2 separate regions of the Zea mays genome follow, and region 1 is linked to region 2. Evidence: chromatin contacts called from public Hi-C data. All regions are on one chromosome and are shown on one strand. Each heading gives the region's core, a stretch centred on a gene start, on an enhancer-like site or on the middle of the called end of the contact. The rest is flanking DNA. Distances are from core to core; before and after follow the strand shown.

What was found. Hi-C and Micro-C count contacts between places; a contact is called where the count stands out from the background.
Region 1: a Hi-C map of tassel shows a contact between it and region 2, with 2.0 times the contacts expected there. The contact joins the promoter of LOC100281459 here to the enhancer-like site in region 2. A contact is called at or near these places in 2 of 25 Hi-C or Micro-C datasets (ear and tassel).

The regions. Positions count from the first base shown.
Region 1 is chr7:39,948,653-39,953,924 of Zm-B73-REFERENCE-NAM-5.0, reverse strand. It overlaps LOC100281459, which reads left to right and starts at 3,998. Exons shown (of 3, transcript NM_001368017.1): 1 at 3,998-4,853; 2 at 4,964-5,272. The coding sequence starts at 4,173.
Region 2 is chr7:39,738,232-39,743,846 of Zm-B73-REFERENCE-NAM-5.0, reverse strand. No RefSeq gene overlaps it. Among protein-coding and RNA genes, the nearest start is that of LOC103632266, 91 kb to the right of the region's middle. Within about 2 kb of position 2,111, at least 13 of the 20 cell types and tissues checked have an H3K27ac peak or open chromatin away from gene starts, as enhancers often do. A contact at or near this core is called in ear and tassel, where this site is marked.

The DNA of each region.
Region 1 (5,272 bases), core at 2,749-5,248, 210 kb before region 2:
TACTGCATCTCGGACGCATAAATCTAGCTAATAGTCCCTTCTTTTCATTAATATAAGCTGGTTTAGCTGGGTCTTTAAAAAAATACAAATGGATGGACAAGTTGCGTTTGGATTGGAGATATATATAAATAGATAGATATATATCCGTCCGATTCTTTCCACTCCGGTCCGGCAGAACATCATGCGCATGTGGTGTATATATATATAGAAAATTAACTAATTCTATCTCCATAGTCATTAGTGTACGGTGGCGCCGCCTTAGCCATTTGTTAACGTCCATGCCACTTCAGCTAGCTATAAGAATAACATCTACGAAGCGCGAGAGAGAGAGAGGTCGCGCGCGACTTGGATGGGAGAGCCGACGAACTCTGCTGGCTAGCAGCTAGCCAAGGGCGTGAGAGAGGACGACTTGCTGCTATAGGCATTCATTCATTCATTCATTCATTCATTCATTCATTCATTCAAACTGTGTGTTTGCATATGAATTCATTCGCTAGAGCTTTGTATATTGGCCGGCAATTAATTAAACATATGCGGCTGTCGATGGAAGACTACCAAGATCCTATCTACATTCGCCATATAAATAAGTATATATATACGTACTTTATGAGTTTGGGAAGCTTCCATGCCAAGTTCGCACCGGCGTATGCGAACAAAAGCCAAGGGCATGCACGTATGGGCCGGCCAGGTTTATACTCTAGCTTAGCTCGCCAGTACGCTGTACGCGTATGTGTCTAGTGTCGATCTGTGTGTGCGACTTGTATAACAGTGGACGTGTTGTCAGCGGTAAATAATTGCATGCATGCAAACAAGGCGGCCGGCCCCCACTAATATATATCACCGACACAATGCATGCAGGCGCTGAACATGTATATGTGCATATATGCTGCCGCTATGCAAATTAAAGGCCAGATCCAACGCTAAGGGTTTTTTCGGTTTGGAGTGGATTGAAGGGTTTGGAAGGGCAGGATTTACACTACCGGACACAGCTGTTTTATCGAGTGTAACACTAGGCAAAGAAGTATTGGTGAACTGTACATCGGCAACGGTTTCTTTGCCGGACATTTTTATGGGGCACTCGGCAAAGACTTTACCGAGCGTCACTTGGTTCTCAGCAAAAAAAAGTCGTCATCAAGATGTCAGGTGACGGTGACGGAGCCTTTGCCGAGAGCTGTCGTGACATTCGGCAAAGTCTCACTCTTTGCCGAGTGTCTTTCTGTACCGGCACTCGGTAAAGAAGCCCCCTATAGCCCGTTTTGCCGGTTCCTTTGCTAAGTGTATGAGGAGGTACTCGACAAACGTTGCTTCAGTGCTAAGTGTCCTGCCACAGCACTTCGCAAAAAAGCTTTACCGGTTTCTAGGTGTGCCTTTTTTTTGTCGAGTGCTATGGTCTAGTCACTTGGCAACTTAGGTCTGTGCCGAGTGTCTTATTTCGCCGAGAGTAGCACTCGTTAAAGCATGCTTTGCCGAGTGGCCGATAAATTACACTCGACAAAGCGATGAGCACTCGGCAAAGAGCCGAATTCCAGTATTATCAATCCACCACAACCCCCTCTCAATCAACCACAACCCCTTCAATCCACCTCAAAGCAAACAAACCCTTAAAGTAATTGCAGCATTATGGATAGCAACATACTGAAGAGGATTGGAGGGGGCTAAAATCATCTTACTATTTTAAATAGCAAGGAAAAGTTTTAGCTTCTCGAATTTACATCGATATCTTGCTCTCAAATAAACCCTACGAGTGGCACGGACCACACTACCGCCGATGCAAAGATCAGCACACTGCACACACGCTTAGCTTGCGCGTGCATGCTACACAGCTCCTGGCTGCTAGCTAGCAACGACCGCGCGCATGCTGATCCAAATAATGATCGCGAGAGCTGCTAGCGATGACAACGTGTTTATACATATACTAATATTTTTCCCTGGACGTCGGAGTGTGGAGTGGCTTTAATTTAATTCCTCCTCATCTCCCAGTTTCTAATTAGCGCGCTGGCCTGGTGGGAATGAATATGAACAGTGTGTTAACGAAGGAACAAGCAGATTCACAAGTCACCACCCCGCGCGCCCCAGCAAGTCAAGAATACTATACTAAAACACACACCCGGCATCCACATGCACACAGGCGTACGTGACCGGTGCTGGCCGCCCATGCAAATGCGACGCAACGTACACTACTGCTTGCACATGCTCCGCGTACGTAGTCCATACCGTCTCCATTGACAAGTTGGTATTCGCTACAAGACATGCATACGCTTCTATATAGCCGGCCGGCCGATCCAGTTTGGTCGTCAAAGCTAAATGTACACGCTAATAATAAGTAGTGTTGTTAAAATAATAATAAAATATATATGTCTACTAGCTAGCTACATACGCCCTCATGCATGAACACTAACAATAGACATGCGTGCCCACTACTCTTACAACAAGACACTTAATAGCTAATTGTGCAAGGTCATCATAATAATCAAATGAATTAGAAAAAAAACAATAAAAACTCGTCTTGAGCAATATATACGCGATTTAAAACTAATCCAAACACCCGATCCAGCCACCGCGCAACAAGTGATTAATAAGAGGCTATTGTAAGAGATTTTCGTATAGAGTATTGTCGAGCATGCATGTTAAAGAGGTGGATTTTGTTATCCTAATGTCTCGGTTGAATATCAACTATTTATTGTCTTCATGTTCCATTTGTCGGAAAAAAGCACTTTAAAACTAAAATTATTGAAAACCTATTTGAGATCAACAATTATGTGTCCATAAGTTTCTATATATAAGTATATACACACATAGACATATATATGAATATGAAGTAGGCCTTCATATTTAGCTGTTGCTGAGGGCCCAAAATACTAGGACCGGCCCCGAATACGATCGATCGACACGCAGTTGGTGAGGCTGCAGCCTAGCTCGAACACTTCCGTACGGCAACATGCATTTAGCTAGCACCCACGTACAGGATCGATCGGATGGAGGCAGCGCAGGTGTGCCACATACACATGCATGAGCACGTAAGAGTAGGATGGAATCATAGTTTGGCTTCATGTACATGTTATGTGTGTGTAGGACCAATCTTGTTGCAACACTATAGGTTGTTGTACAACGGTCAGATGTTGCAACCAAATTGATCTTGCTTAGACAAAGTATAATAAGAGATTATAAGTTTGCTAAATGTGCTGAGGCGGTGAAGAAGTAAGAAGAGAGAATAGAGGAGAAGCGGGGTACGTATAAACTTACAGTCGGCTTATATACACAAGAACCAAGAAGCTTTGAGACATGTGAGGCTCTATGTTAATAGTGAAGAGTTAACCACTAAACGAGTAAGCTAAATAGCATGCTGCAAGGATTTTTACAGCCAGCATTCGATTATATTATTAAACTTGCTCTTATATATAGTATGGGTGCAGAGAGCTCAGCACGGTAGCCAAGTGAATGTTGCATATCCAATCGACCGGCACCCTGCCCCCTATCGATCGCGCTAGGTATTGGTGGTTGCTAAATGCAATAGTGACAATAAGTATGTGTACGTCTGTCCGGCCTGTTAGGTACGTACTACTAGCTATCTCTATAGAGCTCTAGCATGGTCCTCCTCGATGCATGTTAATTTTAACCCCTCACGATTTTCTACTCCTACCGCCCTAGTACACGGATCGGAGAAGTTAGGGGAAACTAAAGGCACGCGCATGCCATGCTTTTCTTTGCTATTCTAGACTCTAGTAAAATGAGCTGCAGCAGAGCAGAAGAGAGAACCAGATTCGGCTGCTTTGGCGTGGCGGGAATTTAATCGGCCACTGTCCGCGTGGCCAGTGGCTGGCTACCCCAGCCCGGCCCGCATGTCAACTTCCTTCCTCCCCATCCACATCGATATCGCCGTCCGTTGGTTCCTGCAGTCTGCAGAGCCAGGCCCGTCCCTCCCCTCCCCTCTCCCCTATTTAAGCCCCATGAGTGCAACCCCTCCTCCTACACAAGTACACAACCCGCCCATTGCATTGCATCTTCCTCCTCTCCCTTGCTCTTCCACTTCGTTGCGCCCATCCGTCTCTCGTCTCGTGCTCCCATCGTCGACCCATCACACATCCACACACAAGCTACCCTACGACGTATACAGAGAGGAAAAAGACTAGTGGTACGGCCGTCGCTAGCTCGACTAGTGATCCGATCCATCGATGGAGGCAGCAGACGCATCGTCAGCGCCGCCGCCTGCGGAAGGCCGGGTGGTGTGGGTGAACGGGCCCATCGTGGTGGGCGCGGGGCCGGGGGGCCTGTCGGTGGCGGCGTGCCTGCGGGCGCGCGGTGTTCCGTGCGTGGTGCTCGACCGCGCCGACTGCATCGCGTCGCTCTGGCAGCGCCGCACCTACGACCGCCTCCGCCTGCACCTGCCGCGCCAGTTCTGCGAGCTCCCCGGGATGCCCTTCCCCGACCACTACCCGGAGTACCCCACCAAGCGCCAGTTCGTCGACTACCTCCAGGCCTACGCCGAGCGCGCGGGCGTCCAGCCGCGCTTCAACCAGGCCGTCACGTCCGCGCGCTACGACCGGGCCGCGGGGCTCTGGCGCGTGCGCGCCGCCGACGCTCTCGCCGACGACGACGTCGCCAGCGCCGCCTCCACCGAGTACATCGGCCGCTGGCTCGTCGTCGCCACGGGCGAGAACGCCGAGCGCATCGTGCCCGAGTTCGACGGCGCCCAGGACTTCGCCGGCCCCGTCTCCCACGTCTCCGAGTACAAGTGCGGCGAGGCGTACCGCGGCAAGCGCGTGCTCGTCGTCGGCTGCGGAAACTCCGGCATGGAGGTCTGCCTCGACCTCTGCGACCACAATGCCCTCCCGTCCATGGTCGTCAGGGACGCGGTGAGAAGAACGACGCGCAGCGCAGCACAGCGCTCCGACCCATCCCCATCCGTTCTTTCTTCATCTTTTATTGCTGACTTGCTCCATCGGTTCTCTTTCTCGACAAGAAGGTGCACGTCCTGCCCCGGGAGATGTTCGGCGTCGCCACCTTCTCCGTCGCCGTCTTCCTGCTCCGCTTCCTGCCGCTCTGGCTGGTGGACGCCGTCCTCGTCCTGCTCGCGCGCCTCTTCCTCGGCGACCTGGAGAAGCTCGGCATCCGGCGCCCCGCCGGGGGCCCTCTCGAGCTCAAGAACGCCAGGGGCAGGACCCCCGTGCTGGACATCGGCGCCCTCGCCAGGATCCGCTCCGGCCACATACAGGTCGTGCCGGGCATCAAGAGGTTCTTCCGTGGCGGCGCCGAGCTCGTCGACGGCCGCCGC
Region 2 (5,615 bases), core at 862-3,361:
ATACAAATACACTATCAAAAATCTCATAAAGAAATGTGACAAATTCATCTTAGCGAGCGTATGGATCATATGCCCCATTCAATTAGCCCAGGCGCCCAGTGATCGGAGTGATTTCCTTACATCGGGAAGTTCTTACGTTCCTGATACCGGAGTAGAATACTATTGATCATTCTCAATGGCCCAGCCCAATAGAGATATAAATCATTTCTCTAATTTCTTGATCGATAAAAAAGGGCATAACTCATAACTAAACTAATTGTGTTGCCCATGAAGGGTAGTCAGTAGCAACGGATGCACTACACTTGTACTTATACTTTGAGCGCACTAGCCTTTAGCGGCGTTGCGCGTTAGGACGACTACAAAATCTGTTTTCTTTTGCATCCGCTTTCTTTGCTTCCTCTGTTCCTGGCTTATTCTTCAACTCAGCACCTGTCTTTTGGGTTGAGCACTAGCACCTGGCACTTCTACCATTGATCCGATTCACTCAACAAATTTCTTCTTTGACAAGCCAGGATTGGACTGTACGAATTGGGCACTTGGCTAATGGATGTTGCGAGAATAGAACGAATCCCTCTTCTCTGAATTGGCGGATCTTTGTTTGGATTGTATGTGATGATGTATGTGATGTTTGGACTATTTTGTTATTTGAGATATTGTATGTATCTGATGATGCAGGTTTGAAAAATATAGAACCATTTCTAGAGGTTTCCCATCCGGGGAGGGAGCTATAACATGTTTTATATGTTTTTTAAAATCATATAATAATGTCGGTTAAACTGAAGTACTTACTGCCACATCATCTAACAACGGCGACGGGCTAACGTTCTTAGTTCCACGTGGTGTGGCCAGTAGAACCGTTGGAAACGCCATGTGGCCTGATTAAGAACGTCGGCCAGCATGGACGATGTACTCAACATGTAAGAATGTCTCGTTCGCCGATGTATTTAAAGCCACATGCCTAACTGAGGAAGCCCGTGGTAGGTGCCACATGGCATGCTCTTAAGTACGTCGATTGGTTAAAACGGCGTACTTAATGCCTTACTGTACATTGGGTACCCTAGATCGATGTACTTAGTTGCTTTAGTACGTCAGCTAAGTACGTCAGTTAACCGTCATACATAAGGTAAGTACATTGCCCTATTATAGCAAGAACGTTGGTTCCTGGCTGACGTCCTTTAAACGTTTTCGTGTAGTGGGGACTGATCAACCGCTAAAATGTTTCCTAAACACAAAGGGGTGTACTTAAGGTCCCTATGAGGAGGGTGGAAGTATCACCTATATGGTTCTACAGTTCCCTGCACATTGAAAGCCCATTATCAGGTCAATAAAAGCCATGTCTATAAGATCCTAAACAACAATCCCTCTAGGAGGACGCCAGTATCACCTACACGCTCTGCTGATGTCTTAACATTGTAAATCCTATCACCTACATGGCTTTGCTAACATCTTAACATTGTAAGTCCCTTCATGAATGCACACAAGCTAAGTCCCTAAGACTTGGTAATCTCTCTTATAACTTTTGCAGGTATTGGACTCAACAACTTATTCAATGCCTAAGGGCACGACGAGGTCAGGAGCACCATGGTCCGAGGTGTGGGAGCTAGTAGAGTTCACCCCAAGGCATGTGTGGACGTCCTGAGCACCAGTGAAGCTTGTGGCACTAGAGTCGTGGTAGAAATGGCTCAGGTGAAAGTGGAACGTCTCTAGGGAACTTCAAGGGTCGCGACAATAGCACTAGTAGCACAGGCAAGGGCTCAGGCCACTGGGACCTTGAATTGAGGTGAGCATGGCGTGTAGGGGCCTGAGTTTTATAACTCTGGACTATTGATTATGTAGAGGGATCAACGATAAGGGAAGTGCAGTCGAGGCCACCATTTGAATGATGGTGAAACCGGTTAAGGTTATGGAGTGGGCATCTAGGGAGGAAATGGGGTGACTAGGGCCAGCGTGGAGGTGCGAGGTCTTTGGTACTGAATGATGGGCGCGAGAGTGGAGCTCTGGTCTTGCAGGAGCAAGATTGGCGGCGGTCTGTTCATCGGTGAACAGAGGGAGAGCCAGAGGTCGGGGATGATAGGTGGGACCCGGGCATCTATGACTCGACTCGGTGCATGTGGGTGGACGCCGACAAGCAGGGCCTAGTTGTCTGTGAGAGAGAGGGAGAGTGAGAATGTGGACGTGTGTGGCTTGTTGGATGAATTCGGCTGGGCCGCCTGGTTTGCACTATTTTGTTCTTTTCATTATCAGAATTGGAATTTATGTTTACTTTTAAATTCAAACTAAATAAACTCCAAATTGCTTATTTTTCCATAAGATCAAAATAACATACAGAAACACTTTAGCAAAGTTTGGACTCATTTTATTTTCAGGATTTTTATACAAAATACTTTCCTCTGTTTCTCTATTTAGGAAAACTATGGAAATACATGTTTAAAAAGAAAAGAATTTAAATTCATCTCCAAACTTGTGGTATGAGTTTGTATATTCATAGGGGTTTTGTGCAATACAAAAAGTATGTTATTACATGATACATTTGTAAAAAACGATATGTCAATGGAAGTTGATATATCTATGTACTTTAAACTTATGTATTTATATTGTATTACCTTGGTTATGTTCTTTACCTTTCTAGCTTAGTCATAAGCTAGTGGATAAGTTTGGAACCTAAGTTGTGTTAACTCACTGTAGTTGTAGAGATATCATCACTTATATTTGCTTATAGGATAGCTTAGTTCTTTGCGTACGTTTTGACTAGGAGAAAAGTAGAGGTCATAAATCAGAGATAAATTAGATTGCCTAATTCACATCCCTCTTTGATGTCAGTGCTCTCTACACTCAAGAACTCCTATTTTGCATTAATCTTAGTGGCATATATATATATAGCTTATATATTAAGAGCCATGGGCTTCCAATAACTAGAGGAAGCCCAGGTCGGACAGTGCAATCCGGTCGAGCCGGACCAGATCCGGACATCTATAAAATAGGACCCGGAGTGCTAGGGTTCAGTTTTTTACGCTCCACCCCGAATCATTAGCGACGCCGCGTGCAACGACGGCGGTTGCCCAGAGCGTGCGCGACGGTGGACCCCCAGCCGGTGGCCGCAGCTCCATGACCTCGACGCGCGGTGGCGGAGGTTCCTCGATCCGGAGTAGTGGCGGCGGTTCCCAGGTCGGTGGCGGTGGCTCCCCGATCCAGAGGGTGAGCGACAGCGGGGCCCTTGTGCGGGCAAGTGGCAGCGTCTCTGAGGCCTCGAGGAGGCGGCACTTCCAAGGCCAGTGAGCAAGCGGCGCCCATCGACGTGCGAGTAGAGACGGCGATGCATGAGGTGCGAGGTTCGAGCGAGCGGCGTCATGGAAGGCGCAAGATGCGCGCAGCGATGATCGCGCGTGACATCCTCCGATCCGGCGCAGTTTGGGTGGCCTGAGTGACGACCTACATTTGTGCTTGTATCATCGACGATGTCCTCCGGCCACTACCTCCTTCGATTTGTGTTTTCTTTTCAATTATTGTGTTTTATGCCTACCACATGTATTATTTACGCTAAAAACTGTACGATTTTATGCTTGAACACGGAGTTCGTATATCAGTTTACTGCATGCACATTGGAAAGACAATTCCTTGATTTATGTTGTTCGTAATTTGCGCGCATGCAATGGAAACTCCCAAGATTTTGCCATAATTTTTGGATCTGTATAAAAATAGAAACCGCATGCATGCGACTGCCATGTTTTCGGATCTGTTATAAAAATAGGATCGTAATAACAACCTACTAGAGCTATCAACCTCTCACATTGACTCGGTATTTACGCTTATAATTGAGGGATTTTATGCTCAAAACTTAAGGTTTTTACGCTCCACCCGGAGATGCGTCCACCAGTGAGAACATGCCAGATTTTTTACGCAGTGTAACGAATTGCATAAATACCTACACCGTGTAGTATAATTTGTATCAGTATATATCATAAACTAGTTCTAATGCGTTTAGCTGCATGGTTGTTGGAGGGATCCTATATTTATGAAGGAAATAAAACATTAAATGCGATTTTTTGTTTCTATGTATGCAATTCATTTCCTTTCATTGCATATTCTTTCCATCATAAATTCGTGTGCATGCAGCTGGTAACAGATTTTTACGCAGTATACCAAATTGCATAATTATCTATACAGTGTAGCATATTTAGTATCAGTATATATCATAAAATGGTCATTACGAGTCTAGCTGCATGGTTGTTGCAGCGATCCCAAATTTATGGAGAAAATAAAGCATTTAAAATAGAAACTGTCACACATATCTTTCCTAAATTTACGAGTATGCAAGGAAACGTGTTTGACTCATGCATGTATTTTGCCATAATTTTTGGATCTGTATAAAAATAGAAACCGCATGCATGCGGCTGCCATGTTTTTTGGATCTGCCATAAAAATAAGATCATAATAACAACCTACTAGAGTTATCAACCTCTCACATTGGCTCGGTATTTATGCTTATAATTGAGAAATTTTATGCTCAAAACTTAAGGTTTTTACGCTCTAACCCGGAGATGCGTCCACCAGTGAACATGTCAGATTTTTACACAGTGTACCGAATTGCATAAATACCTACATCGTGTAGTATAATTTGTATCAGTATATATCATAAACTAGTTCTAATGTGTTTAGCTGTATGGCTGTTGGAGGGATTCTATATTTATGAAGGAAATAAAACATTAAATACGATTTTTTATTTCTATGCGTGCAATTCATTTCCTTTCATTGCACATTCTTTACATCATAAATTCGTGCGCATGCAGCTGGCAACAGATTTTTATGCAGTATACCGAATTGTATAATTATCTACACAGTGTAGCATATTTAGTATCAGTATATATCATAAAATGGTCCTTACGAGTCTAGTTGCATGGCTGTTGCAGCGATCCTAAATTTATGGAGGAAATAAAACATTTAAAAATAGAAACCGTCACACATATATTTCCTAAATTTACTCGCATGCAAGGGAACGTGTTTGACTCATGCACGCATCTTATTCAATGTTTCATATAGATGCTGGGGCATAATTTCTTCATAATAACGGTCGATTCGTGCATGACACATCTTATTCAATGTTTCACATCTTGTATGGCTAAGGACAGTTGATGGATGTATGCAGATTGGAAGAAGAAAGGTGCTCTACCTAATGAGTAGGTTGCCACGATTCACGAATTTCTCGGTCGTGCTTTTGGTAGGTCAGCAACTGATACCGACGTTAGGTGCCCTTGTACCAAGTGTTGGAACATTTATTTCAATGACAGGAGGAACATGTCAATAGATCTTTGTAAGAATGACTTTATGCCTTCCTATCAGGTGTGGGTGCACCATGGTGAGGAACTAATAAGTCAGAATGTATCTCAAGTTCAGTTAGATGAAGAGGAGGACTTGTGACACCACAGTGTCACCTAGGGTTTCTCTCAAGTGCTAACCCAAGAATTAACATTTCATGTGAACCAAGTTGAGCATGAGCATCAAATTAACTTAAGAATAAAAAATCTACTAAGTGTATATCTAAAGAATCATGTTCCAAAAAATGAGATTTTCAAAAAAGAGCAAAATGTCGAAACCCTAATACCAACCCTAATTGAGCT